2 separate regions of the Zea mays genome follow, and region 2 is linked to region 1. A link is a contact called in public Hi-C data. All regions are on one chromosome and are shown on one strand. The core of a region is the stretch at or near the end of the contact, and the rest is flanking DNA. Distances in the headings are between cores, read along the strand shown. Region 1 holds the start of LOC100502331 (autophagy protein 9). Region 2 has its middle 50 kb from the start of LOC103633575.

The links. A called contact is a pair of places that touch in the nucleus more often than the background predicts.
Region 2: a contact with region 1 is called in a Hi-C map of tassel, with 1.8 times the contacts expected there. The contact joins the enhancer-like site here to the promoter of LOC100502331 in region 1. A contact is called at or near these places in 3 of 25 Hi-C or Micro-C datasets (ear, leaf and tassel).

The regions. Positions count from the first base shown.
Region 1 is chr1:33,862,050-33,867,575 of Zm-B73-REFERENCE-NAM-5.0, reverse strand. LOC100502331 (autophagy protein 9) reads left to right here and starts at 3,486. Exons shown (of 10, transcript NM_001112351.3): 1 at 3,486-3,663; 2 at 4,402-5,035; 3 at 5,128-5,445. The coding sequence starts at 4,461.
Region 2 is chr1:34,081,406-34,086,931 of Zm-B73-REFERENCE-NAM-5.0, reverse strand. No RefSeq gene overlaps it. Among protein-coding and RNA genes, the nearest start is that of LOC103633575, 50 kb to the left of the region's middle. Within about 2 kb of position 2,496, at least 18 of the 20 cell types and tissues checked have an H3K27ac peak or open chromatin away from gene starts, as enhancers often do. A contact at or near this core is called in ear, leaf and tassel, where this site is marked.

The sequences.
Region 1 (5,526 bases), core at 2,237-4,736:
GGAAAGGACGAGAGGTCATAATGTTCAATTAAGACCTAACGTGCCTGCATGGACACCTCCACCACCATATCTACCTATGCCATATTCATACACATACATACCTCCACCATACGTCCCAAATCAAATGTGGGGCATGCCACCATACCCATTTAGGATGCCACAGTACCCCGCTTGGGGGCACCCCAAACATCTGTATTCAATAGATTGACACATCCAGTACAAGACCGATTGAGAGCCCCTCAATCTGGTCCACAAGCACAGGCCCAGCAAGATTGCCGAACAATTCGGCCCCAAAGGCTGACTAATCCGGCAGGGGGGCATACAGCTACAACCTCCAACAGTACGAAAAAGGGAGATGTCATTAAAATAGGAACGACAGATGTCGTCGTACAACAAAATAACGAAGGGCCGATGATTTTTGGTGAATCGGCCAACACAAACAAAAAAGAAAGTACGACTGTCAATAAAATAGCCGATCCAAAATACTCCATGCCCCGATGGTGCCCATCGGGATTGACACGATCGCAAAAGCGAAAATTACAACGCCTTAGAGCAAAGGAGAATCAGGAGAAGGAGGCGGAAAAAATATTTAATGACACACATCCGCAGTATCCGCTACCATAAAAGAGATGGAGACCAAAGGCCGTTGAGGAAAATCAAACGGCCATAAAGACAGAAAATAAAACAGCAACTGTGCAGCTCTTTGCAGGTATAGCAGACAGTCCGGCTATAAAGACCAGACCAACCGTACAGGACGCAGACCATCCGACCCCTGAGGCCGAACCATCCGCGCTACACCAATACACCACCAACGATGTATCGACACCCATGGAGGAAGATGACCTACAAGGGGAAGACCTGGTCGACTACGAAGCTACGCCAGAACACTTGGAAAATTAGAAAAAGTAAGGTGACGGATTGGTCAGGATCGCTATGACGCTCGACGGTGTTGGGACTGACAGTTCGATCAAAGATAAAAGAGTCACGTCCGTTGAGTCAACCATCGGGACTAAGGCCACTACGTATTATCCTAGCAAGTGTCAAGATGCCTAAGAAAACTGATGTGATCACATCTAGTTAGTTGCTTTTGGTTCGCTCAGCTCCACCAAAAGGCAGGGGGGCATATGTTTGACACCAAAATGAGCCGGCGGACTGTCCGGCCCTAAGGCCGGACGGTCCGCGCCTGTGGGCCGGACGGTCCGCGCGTGCGCAGAGCAGATTAGGGTTCCGAGTTTTGTGCTACGGTTGTTAGCTAAAATCGCGGGATAAGCTCGGGAATTAGTTTGTAAAGGGTCCAGCCCCCCTCCTCTATAAATAGAGAGGTATACGGCCGATTTGTAATCAACAATCGAATCAATACAACTTCTATTTCACATTTTATCTTAGGAGTAGTTCTAGTTTAGCCCTAGTTTAGCCTTCCAATCCCCAAATTCTCCGCCTCTCCTCGACTCTACGTCGATTAGAGGAGTCTAGGTCGGTCAGCCCGAGCCTAGACAACTCCTAGGATCTCTCCTCCCCGACGGGGTCCCTCCCGGGAGCGAGATCCAGGCGCCGCCGGCGATCATCCGCCGCCCCTGCGCACGCGCGGACCGTCCGGCCCTCAGGCAGGGAACCCGAGCTCCTGCACCAGGTCGCGGACCGTCCGGCCCTGTGTCGCGGACCGTCCGCGCCTGACCAGAGAGCACCGCCGCTGGTTCTCTTGAGTAATTGGCGCCTCGAAAAGGGCGTCAACAGATTCTTTTCTCAACATGATAAACAGCATGATCAGCTAGTCCAATGCCACAAACACAGCTAGGCAGCACGCAACGCTTTTAGCCCCGGACCGTCACGCCTTCGGATCACGGCAGTCACTGATCACGTAACGCGTGCACGGCTGGGTGCGGGCTCCCGGTTCCACGGCTGCATGCTCGATTCGCTCATAGTCATGGAGGTGGTGACGCTGACCGCTTTCTCTGCTCACACCCAGAATGTGTGCACGAACGGTACAGTGGTACGTGCGTGGCACAAGCGAAGGCGTAGGCAGCCGACCAGTGCACCGCATGGTTGGACGCGTGGCTGGTCTGCGAAGAAGCCCCGTGCCCCCGTCAGGTTGTATTGCCACGCCTTGGTACTGGGAACATGGACCGAGTTAAATTTTTTTTTGCCAATACGAGACTGGCACGATCTAAAGGTGGGTCTAGGTCAAGCTTCAAATTCTGACTTATCGGAGCTCCACGATTTTAAGACGGATCCAAACCGAGTCTCAAATTCCGACTGCCCCCACACGTCCCGCACATATAGACCGGGCTTAGGCTAGCACTACCCAATAAAACCATATTATTTAATTTTTTTAATTTAGTAAGATATAGACATCATTGTTATAATATTTATACTTTATGTGGTTAAATGATGTTAGTATTGTCTAATATCTTTAATTTAGTAAGGTATAAACTTTATGTGGTTGTATTATTTGGATTTTATATAGTTTAAATATAGCTTATGTTTAGGTCGGCATGGTCTAACGAAGACATGACGTGCTTTAAATTTAAGTTAGACCATTGTTTCTACTCTTTAGACTCGTACGACACGACCCAATTTTTTTAATCTTCTTGGCTCGAACCCATTTAACGGAAAGCACGATGAATTTGAGCGGACCCAACCGGTATGATTCCCAGCAATAGCCACGCTCATGCTTATACGTATATACATTTGCAATGGACCAGCTAAATCACCATATCGTCTGATATGACCAGGGGCAGGCCTACATATAGGCGAGTTAGTTATCTATTTCAAATAAGATCCCTTCTTAGTTCAAATTAGAATATGTTTGGTTTGAAATCAAAATAGAATGAGGTGGGGCGACAACGCCCCCTCGTTTTTTTGATAACGGCGCTACCAAAAATTACTTCAATGTTTAGCTCATTCTAACGTGATTCTTATCAAACATTATAAAACTGTGACCCTCTTCCATCCCTCATTATATATCCAACCAAACATACCATTAGATATCCTCGCTCTGACATTGCTTGTCCGTATACTCACTCTCGTTATGTACTGGGTCTGCCTTTGGATATGGCTAATATTTAATATACAACAAAGAAAAGAACAAAACCATCATTCTTTACAGCGTCCGATGTGAAGAAGTTGTGAGGGATTGGGAGCTTTAGAATCATGTTACACGATCATAACGGCTGCTTACATAAATTTCTTCCGCTAATAAAAGTGAGCGTGACGTGCAAGTCCGTACCAGCTCGTTGTTTTTTCCTGAAAGAAGATGACAATATAGGCTCTCTCTTGCCCCAAATGATAGTGTTCAACAGTGAATTAATAAACTAACCATCGGCGGGTCCCACGCGCGAGCCCATTGCGATTCCCAGTTCCTTGGTGATTAACGCAACACACGAAGAAACCCGCGGATAAACGGAACGAACAAAACGATCCCCCTTCTCGATCCCTACACGTCTCCTGAAACGCACGCCCTCCCTTGGCTGCCCCCCGCCCCTTCCCTTTCGCCCCCTCTCGCGCAATTTCCCCAGCCCGGACCCCAACCCCGGCGGCGCTGCAGTCCACCGCAAGTCACCTCCACCTCACGCGAGGCCTCCAGCCCTCGTCGCCCCGCGCTTCTCCCCCACGACCCGGCCGCCTTCGCGCTTGCGCCCCGCGGATCGCCGGCGCGACCCTCAGGTCGGTGAAGCGCCTTTCTCCGCTCCGCGTGGATTCTATTTTCTGTCGATTTTGTGGATAGATCGACGGAACGAGTTCGATTCGATTCCGGTGGTTTGGCGATAACTAGCTAACAACTCTGGTAGTTGAACCGGGCATGCGTTGTGAGGGGGTTGGTTTAGACGTTGGTGGTGTGGGTAGAGTACAGCTTTTGCGGATAGTTAGCTCAACCTATTGGTTAGCTGCTGAACCGTGGTGGTGTAGCCGTGTTGCGCATCGAGCTGCTTTTGCCGAAGAACGACCTTGGTATGTGAAGGGGCCAGGTGTTATACGATTACGTTTCGGCCATTTTCGTCTTAGCGAGGAGTTGATCGATTAATCCATTGATCCAAAGAACTTGATGGTAGTTCAGCTTCGTCCGCAAGCCTGCAATTATTGCTGCTTGGTGCTAGATATGGAAAGCTGGTAGAGATTTAGGTCTTGGCATGGGGAATTTTCATTTTGTTCCAGAATGATAGCTACTAATATGTTCCATTGGGCTTTGATGCCTTCCAAATGTACTTGTTTAAGCTTGCCAAGACTTAATTTCGGACCTGCTTCTGCTCCAAATAGTAATCATTTCCCATTCTATGGCCCTTCTGTTTAATCGACTGACTTGTCTTAATTGTGAGTTTTCAAGGTACTCTGGTTTCATTGTGCTGCTACTTCAATCGAATATATGGCAGTATGCAAAATGTGAATATTTATTTTCCTGTGCAGGTGTGTACGTCTGGCATGGCAAGGGACCTATCAACTGGCCCTGCTTTCTCTTTTCATGAATGATGTCCTTCCGTTCGAAGGACGCACATGCACAAACAAGACTTAACTGGCCATGGAGAAGCCAATCGCCGTTATCAGCGCAGCTGCTTGTTGATATTCCACCTGAAATAGAGTTGTCCGACTACCGGAGATTGCCAAGTTCTCGAAGCGAGAGCCCATCTGGACTTCTCCATGACGAAGGCGTCAAGGAAGAACCTATCCCTGATCTGGACATTTTCTTTGAAAGGCTTTACGAATATTTCTGCGCAAAAGGGCTCAGGTGTATCATTACCAAATGGATAATAGAGATCCTCAATGTACTTTTTATGGTATGCTGTATCGGGTTCTTTTTCTTATTTGTTGATTGGGATACTCTTATTCATTTGAAATGCGGTGTGGAGGCACTTGAGTCTGGGGAGAAACCATGTGATCTTATGAAGGCCATTAAGCATGATCCATTAGTTCCCTTCACATTGCCCAAAATGATAACTGTTGGATCAATGGTCATAATGACAGCTTATGGACTTACCAACTTTCTCAAGTTCTTTGTACAGTTAAGAAGTACACTCAATGTTCGTCAGTTCTACTATGACAGGTAACTTTTCTGCCTATGTTTTTCATGCTTAATCTTTTTTCTTTGTAGCTCAGAGCAATGACTTTGCCCTTATTCTGTTTACCTTTATGCAGACTTAAGGTCAATGATCTTGAGATTCAAACTATATCATGGCCCAAAATAATTGAGAAAGTTGTCCTGCTCCAGAAATCTCAAAAACTATGTGTTGTTAGGGATCTCTCAGAGCATGATATTATCATGAGAATCATGAGGAAAGAAAATTATTTGATTGGGATGGTCAATAAAGGCATTCTTTCTTTTCCAATTCATTCTTGTGTGCCTGGGGCTGGCCCAACTGGATCACATGAGCATGGCAGGAGAAACTATCTGATACTTCCAAAGTCCCTTGAATGGACCTTAAACTGGTGCATCTTTCAAAGTATGTTCGATAGGTAAGGAAGTCTGTAACTGCTTACTTCCATTGGATCTTTTTTTTTTGTAAAATATAGTTTGTTAAATTGCTTTAGCCTCTA
Region 2 (5,526 bases), core at 1,247-3,746, 220 kb before region 1:
GTAGATTGATAGCTAGAGAGGGTCTTCCTCTGTGGTTTGGTGAATCTGATTCTTTTCAAGAGTATATAACTGGAGCTCATAGCCCAAAATTTGTGAAATGTTCTGGGCAAACCACTGCTGGAGATCTAATTAAACTTTACAGTGAACGTGTACTAAAACTGATAGAAATTTTAAATTTGTTTCATTAGTTGCTCTTACTTTTGACATTTGGAGTAATAAGTCTAAAGAGGATTATCTCTCTGTTGTTGCTCACTTTGTGAATTCAAATTGGGATTTAGAAAAAAGGTTGATTGGTCTTAGGCTAATTGCTGGGAAACATTCTGGTTCTAACATTGTTGAATGTGTTAACATGGTGGTAGATGAATATGGATTAACCGATAATTTTTTTGCTATTACTCTTGACAATGCTTCATCTAATAGAACTGCTATGTCTTTTCTTAAGCCATTATTCTCTGGCTATCTTGGGTTTGCAACTGATGATCAAGAAGATGAGTTGGCTTCTATTCTATTGCATCAATGTTGTGCATGTCATATTGTCAATCTCATAGTTAAATCTGGTTTGAAAAGGGTAAAACATTATCTTGAGGACTTTAGAACTGCTATAAACTTTTTGAATTAATCAAACCAAAGAATTGTTGCATATAAGAGTTATTGCTTGAGTATGGGTGTGTTTCTCCTAGAAAATTTGGTGTAGACATGGATGTCAAATGGAATTCAACTTTCTTGATGCTTAAGCACCTTGTTCAACATAGAAGTACATTTGTTGTTTATATTTAAACTAATTGTCCATTGGCTATTGATGGTACTTCTTTATTTACTAATAATCACTAGTATGTTACGGAGAAATTGCTATCCTTTCTTCAGTTGTTCTATGACTCTACTGTCACACTTTCATGTGTTTATTATCCAACTGCTCCATTAATGCCAAATACTTATAATTGGTAGACATCTGAGTGCATTTGAAAATGATGCATTATTAAGGGATGCTATTGTTCCTATGAAAGATAAATTTCTTAAATATTGGAGAGAGAGATACTCATTCTCTATGTGTTTGCTTTCATTCTTGATACTAGAGCTAAAATGAGAGGTTTTCATAAAACTCTTGAACGTTTATCTACTCTAACTAGTACAGATTACTCTAGGTTTCCTCAAGATGTGAGGAAAAAGTTAGCTAAACTCTTTCAGGTGTATGAGACAAATTTTGGTGATGTATGCTTACGTACACATCAACCATCAGCTACTAGTAATGAAGGTAAGAACAAAATGGCCTAGAATGACATATATGGTGATGACATTGCAGGTAGTAGTGTTCCATCTTCATCTACTACTGCTTGGGCAGATACATCTCAGTTTGAGCTGTCTTCATACCTTGACAATGATACTGTCAATCCGTTTGATGATAGTTTCAACATTCTCTCCTAGCGGCAAGACCATAAGCTAACTTACCCTATTCTGTCTATCCTTACTAAAGATGTGATGATTGTGCCTGCATCTACCATATCCTCGGAATCTAGTTTTAGTTTGGCTGGCAGGGTGATCGAGGAGCGACGACGACGACTTACAAGTGACATGGTGGAGGTCTTATCCTGCATCAAAGACGGGGAGTTAGCGGACTCCCACATGCAACATAATCTGGAATGGCAATATGTACTTGTTGTAATGGACTAATGAATTTATGAACATTAGAATTTAAGAGTTGGCTGCACTCTTTTTTCTTTCTTAGGGTTTTCTCACGAGGTATGAGTTTTTACCTATGAAGGTTTTTAATAATACAACATTGCACATAACAGCTCCAATATAATCTTTATATTCTTCTACTTGATGAATTGTCTGTTGGACCTATATACTTGTATCTGAATATGTATAGTAGTGTCTGAATCTGTCTAAATTTGAGTATTCTCATGTTTCTGTATTCGAGTCTGGCCTCACACTATACCACAGTGCCATGGTTAGTACACTACCGTGCCGTGTCTAGGCTGCACCCAAGTTGGCCATGCTGGCCTGGGCCGAGATGACCACCGTGCCGTGCCTGGATGGCCTTGTTCCGGCCGTGTCCAAATTGTGCCCGTGCCCGGTCGTGTTGGGCGGCACGTTTGACATGTATAGGTCCGTCAGACCATGACTGATTTTAGCGCTAAAAACACTGAAAACCCCACCGTTTCACACAAAAGAAAAGGTTGACCAGCGTTAACCGACCCAGCTACTGGAGCCAGTGTGTGTAGCCGTGTAGGGCAGCACAGGGCGGGCATCCATCAGCTCGCTGCCATTTCACTTTGCTATCTCAACGCAACGTCGACCGACGAAAGCTGGGATCGATGTAGTTGCCTAGTTGGTGGGTGACAAAGCTCCGAGTTACCATGCTCTTACACAGTGCATTCTTGGTTCGTCCAGTCCGCAGTGCGTTCGATCCGTCGCCATCGCTGGGTACAGATCCAAAGGATGGGTGGGTGTCCCATGGGATGGTAAAGGAATTCAACGCTCCAGACCGGTCCATGCGCGCCACAAAGACAACAGAGACCTTGCTCAGGTTGCTGGTCCGGCCACGAGGACCACCACCACCGATCGGCTGTGGCCTGTGGCAGACGCCAGCCGCCAGGCGGACAACCCCGGCCCCCCGCGAGCAAACAGCGCATGCATCACGGTCACGGCGTCCGTCGCCGCCTGGTCTTCGACCGGGCATGGCATGCCGCATCCGCATGCAACGCCAAACGGCTAGCAAAGCCCACCGCCTGACCGCCGGGCTGCTGCGCGCAGTTCTCATGCATGCATGCACACACGCACGCAGGGGCGCAGAGACGCAGAGTACCAGTGCGATTTGTCAGCGGCGGTGACTGTAGGTAGTGGAGTCGCCTGTGCGCAGGGGCGGATCTACGACCGGGGCTGCCTAGGCTGCAGCCCCGGTCGCGGCCCATACAAGCGACCAGAGAAAGGTGCAGTACACATATATACACGCATCGGTCTAGTTCAGTTTTGGTTAGTTGGTTCTTTTGCAGAAGAAGGGAAAGGAACAGCGACCCAAGAAAGGCTGCGTCTGCCGCTCCTCCTCCTACGGGCTACGGGCTAATGCAAGAGAATTAACAACAGGCTCGAGCTCCTCACCTGTCTGCTCATAGTTCTTGGGCTGGTTTCGATTGCCACCGTCAGCTACTGCCGGTGTCAGAGGTTGTGCCAGCGTTTCCATGATCTTTGGTAATTTCAAGTCTTCCATCTCGGTGAGCTCGTGAATTTATTTATGGGGTTGTTGGGACGTCGCAGGCCACGAATGCTGAGACTCCCGGCTTCACATTGAACGTCCAGCACTGACGACGACTGAACGAAGACGAGCTCGTGAAAAAGAAAGTGTCCTGAACATTGACGCTTAGGGATTGTAATGATCTGAAATGTTTAAATTATATCTTGCTTCTTGTGTTATACTAAACATTAATTATATTTTTTGTTTGGTTTAAAAAAAATTATAGTCTTAATTTAGTAGCCCCCGTCTTGAATCAATTCTGGATCCGCCACTGCCTGCGCGCGTGTCCCCGCGCCGGTCCAAAACGCCACCTCTTTGCGTCCGTCACTCAGCTCGTCCGGAGACACGGCGACGTTGCTGCTTTTGTTGTTTGTATACACGTACGGGATGAAGCCGGACACTCCCAGAGGTATAGATGAACAGGTCAGACCGCAAGAGAACTGCATTTAGGCCATGCTGACTTGCTGAGACATGATTACGTCAATACAGTATCTTTTGGGACGGCCTGATAAAGATAATCAGGTCAACTGAATGATAGGGAAACTGCCACGTTAGAGTGTAGCTTTGTCACGTCAACCGACTGTCAGTCAGTGCAAATAATACAACAACGCTCCCTTTCCTTCCTGTGAGTCTGTGATTACTGATCCTATGTGACACTCTTTCCAGCATCATGTGTACAGCTTGGATTTCCGCATCTACAGAAACTAGCTCGGCCCAACAACCAAGTCCAGCTTTGAGCCCATGAACCATCGACATTAAAGGCCGAAACATACACTAACTACTTCATAATTGGGTCCATCGCTAGCGGAGGAAGAAACTACACCTACAGGCCGAGATCACCCCCAAACAGTTTGGCTATTTTGCCGGCATATTCATATTCCCGATTAAAACTGCTGTGAACTGAGTAAGCGACGCCTCTCGCAACAAATTAACCTGCACAAGATTAGGTTAGGCAGGTAACAGTGTCACCAATAGAGCATGTCCCATGGCAACATGGCGTGCGATGGTTGTCGCCTGTCCGGCTGTCCGTTCGGGGCATTACAATCCATTCTTTCCTGATTATTACGTCAAAAGTTTCAAGGAGGTGAGACAGGGGATCCTCTGTACCCTATTCTTTTTTAACTTTGTAGCTGATTGCTTGGCAAGAATGTTGAATAGAGCTCAGGAAAATGGTTTGTTGAATGGTCTTGGAGATCGCATTGTTCCTCACGGTGTTATTATGCTGATGATACTATTATTTGCATTAAAAGAAGACTTGGAGAAGGCCAGATATCTTAAGATTCTGCTCTGTATGTATGAAATCATGTATGGTTTGAAAAAATCAACTTCATGAATAGTGAAATTTTTGTTATAAATGGAAATAGTATGATTGATGAACAATATGCAAATAAATGGAAATAGTATGATTGATGAACAGCATGCTAACCTTTTCGACAGTAAGATCAGTGATCTCCCCATGAACTATCTTGGAGTGCCTGTAAGTTCAGCAGGCTTCGTGTGTATGACTGGGTTAAGCTGGTGGAAAAGGTTGATAAAGGACTTCAAAGTTGGAAAGGCAGTGTTCTTTCTATAGCTGGGAGAATTACACTTATTAATGCTTGCCTATCTAATACTCATATATACCACATGTCCATGTACCTGCTGCCAAAAACTGTAATTAAAAAGCTCGATATGAAAAGGAGACGTTTCCTTTGACATGGGGGAGATAAAAAAAGTATTATTTGGTAAAATGGTCTAGAGCTTGTACTGAGAAAACCAATGGAGGTCTTGGGATTAAAAATCACAGAAATCTAACTATGATCTTGCTTTGCAAATGGTGGTGGAAGATTGAAAATGTGAAGGGGATCTCGCAAGACATTATAAAAAAGAAGTATATGCAGAAGAAAAGCATTCATGATGTATCTAGCAATGCTTCTGATTCTCCTATTTGGCATGATATTCTCAGAGTTAAAAATTATTATCTTATGGACACACATGTCAAGATTAAAAGTGGAGACAAAACAAGATTCTAGAAAGATGAACGGCTCATAGATATCCCTTATGTAATGTGGTCCCCAATCTGTATGAGATCTCCGAAGATAAATATATCTTAGTTCTGGAAGCTCAAAAGAAAAACATGTAGCTGTGTTTCAGAAGATAGTTACAAGAGGAGAGTGCTAAGGTGTGGACAGCGCCGGCCCTGGCGGGGGTCCAGCAGTGCCCCCGACCAGGGCCCCCAGACTTGTGGGGCCTCACCCCATATACTAAATATCAATATATATATGCATATAATATATATTATATAGATTTGTCTG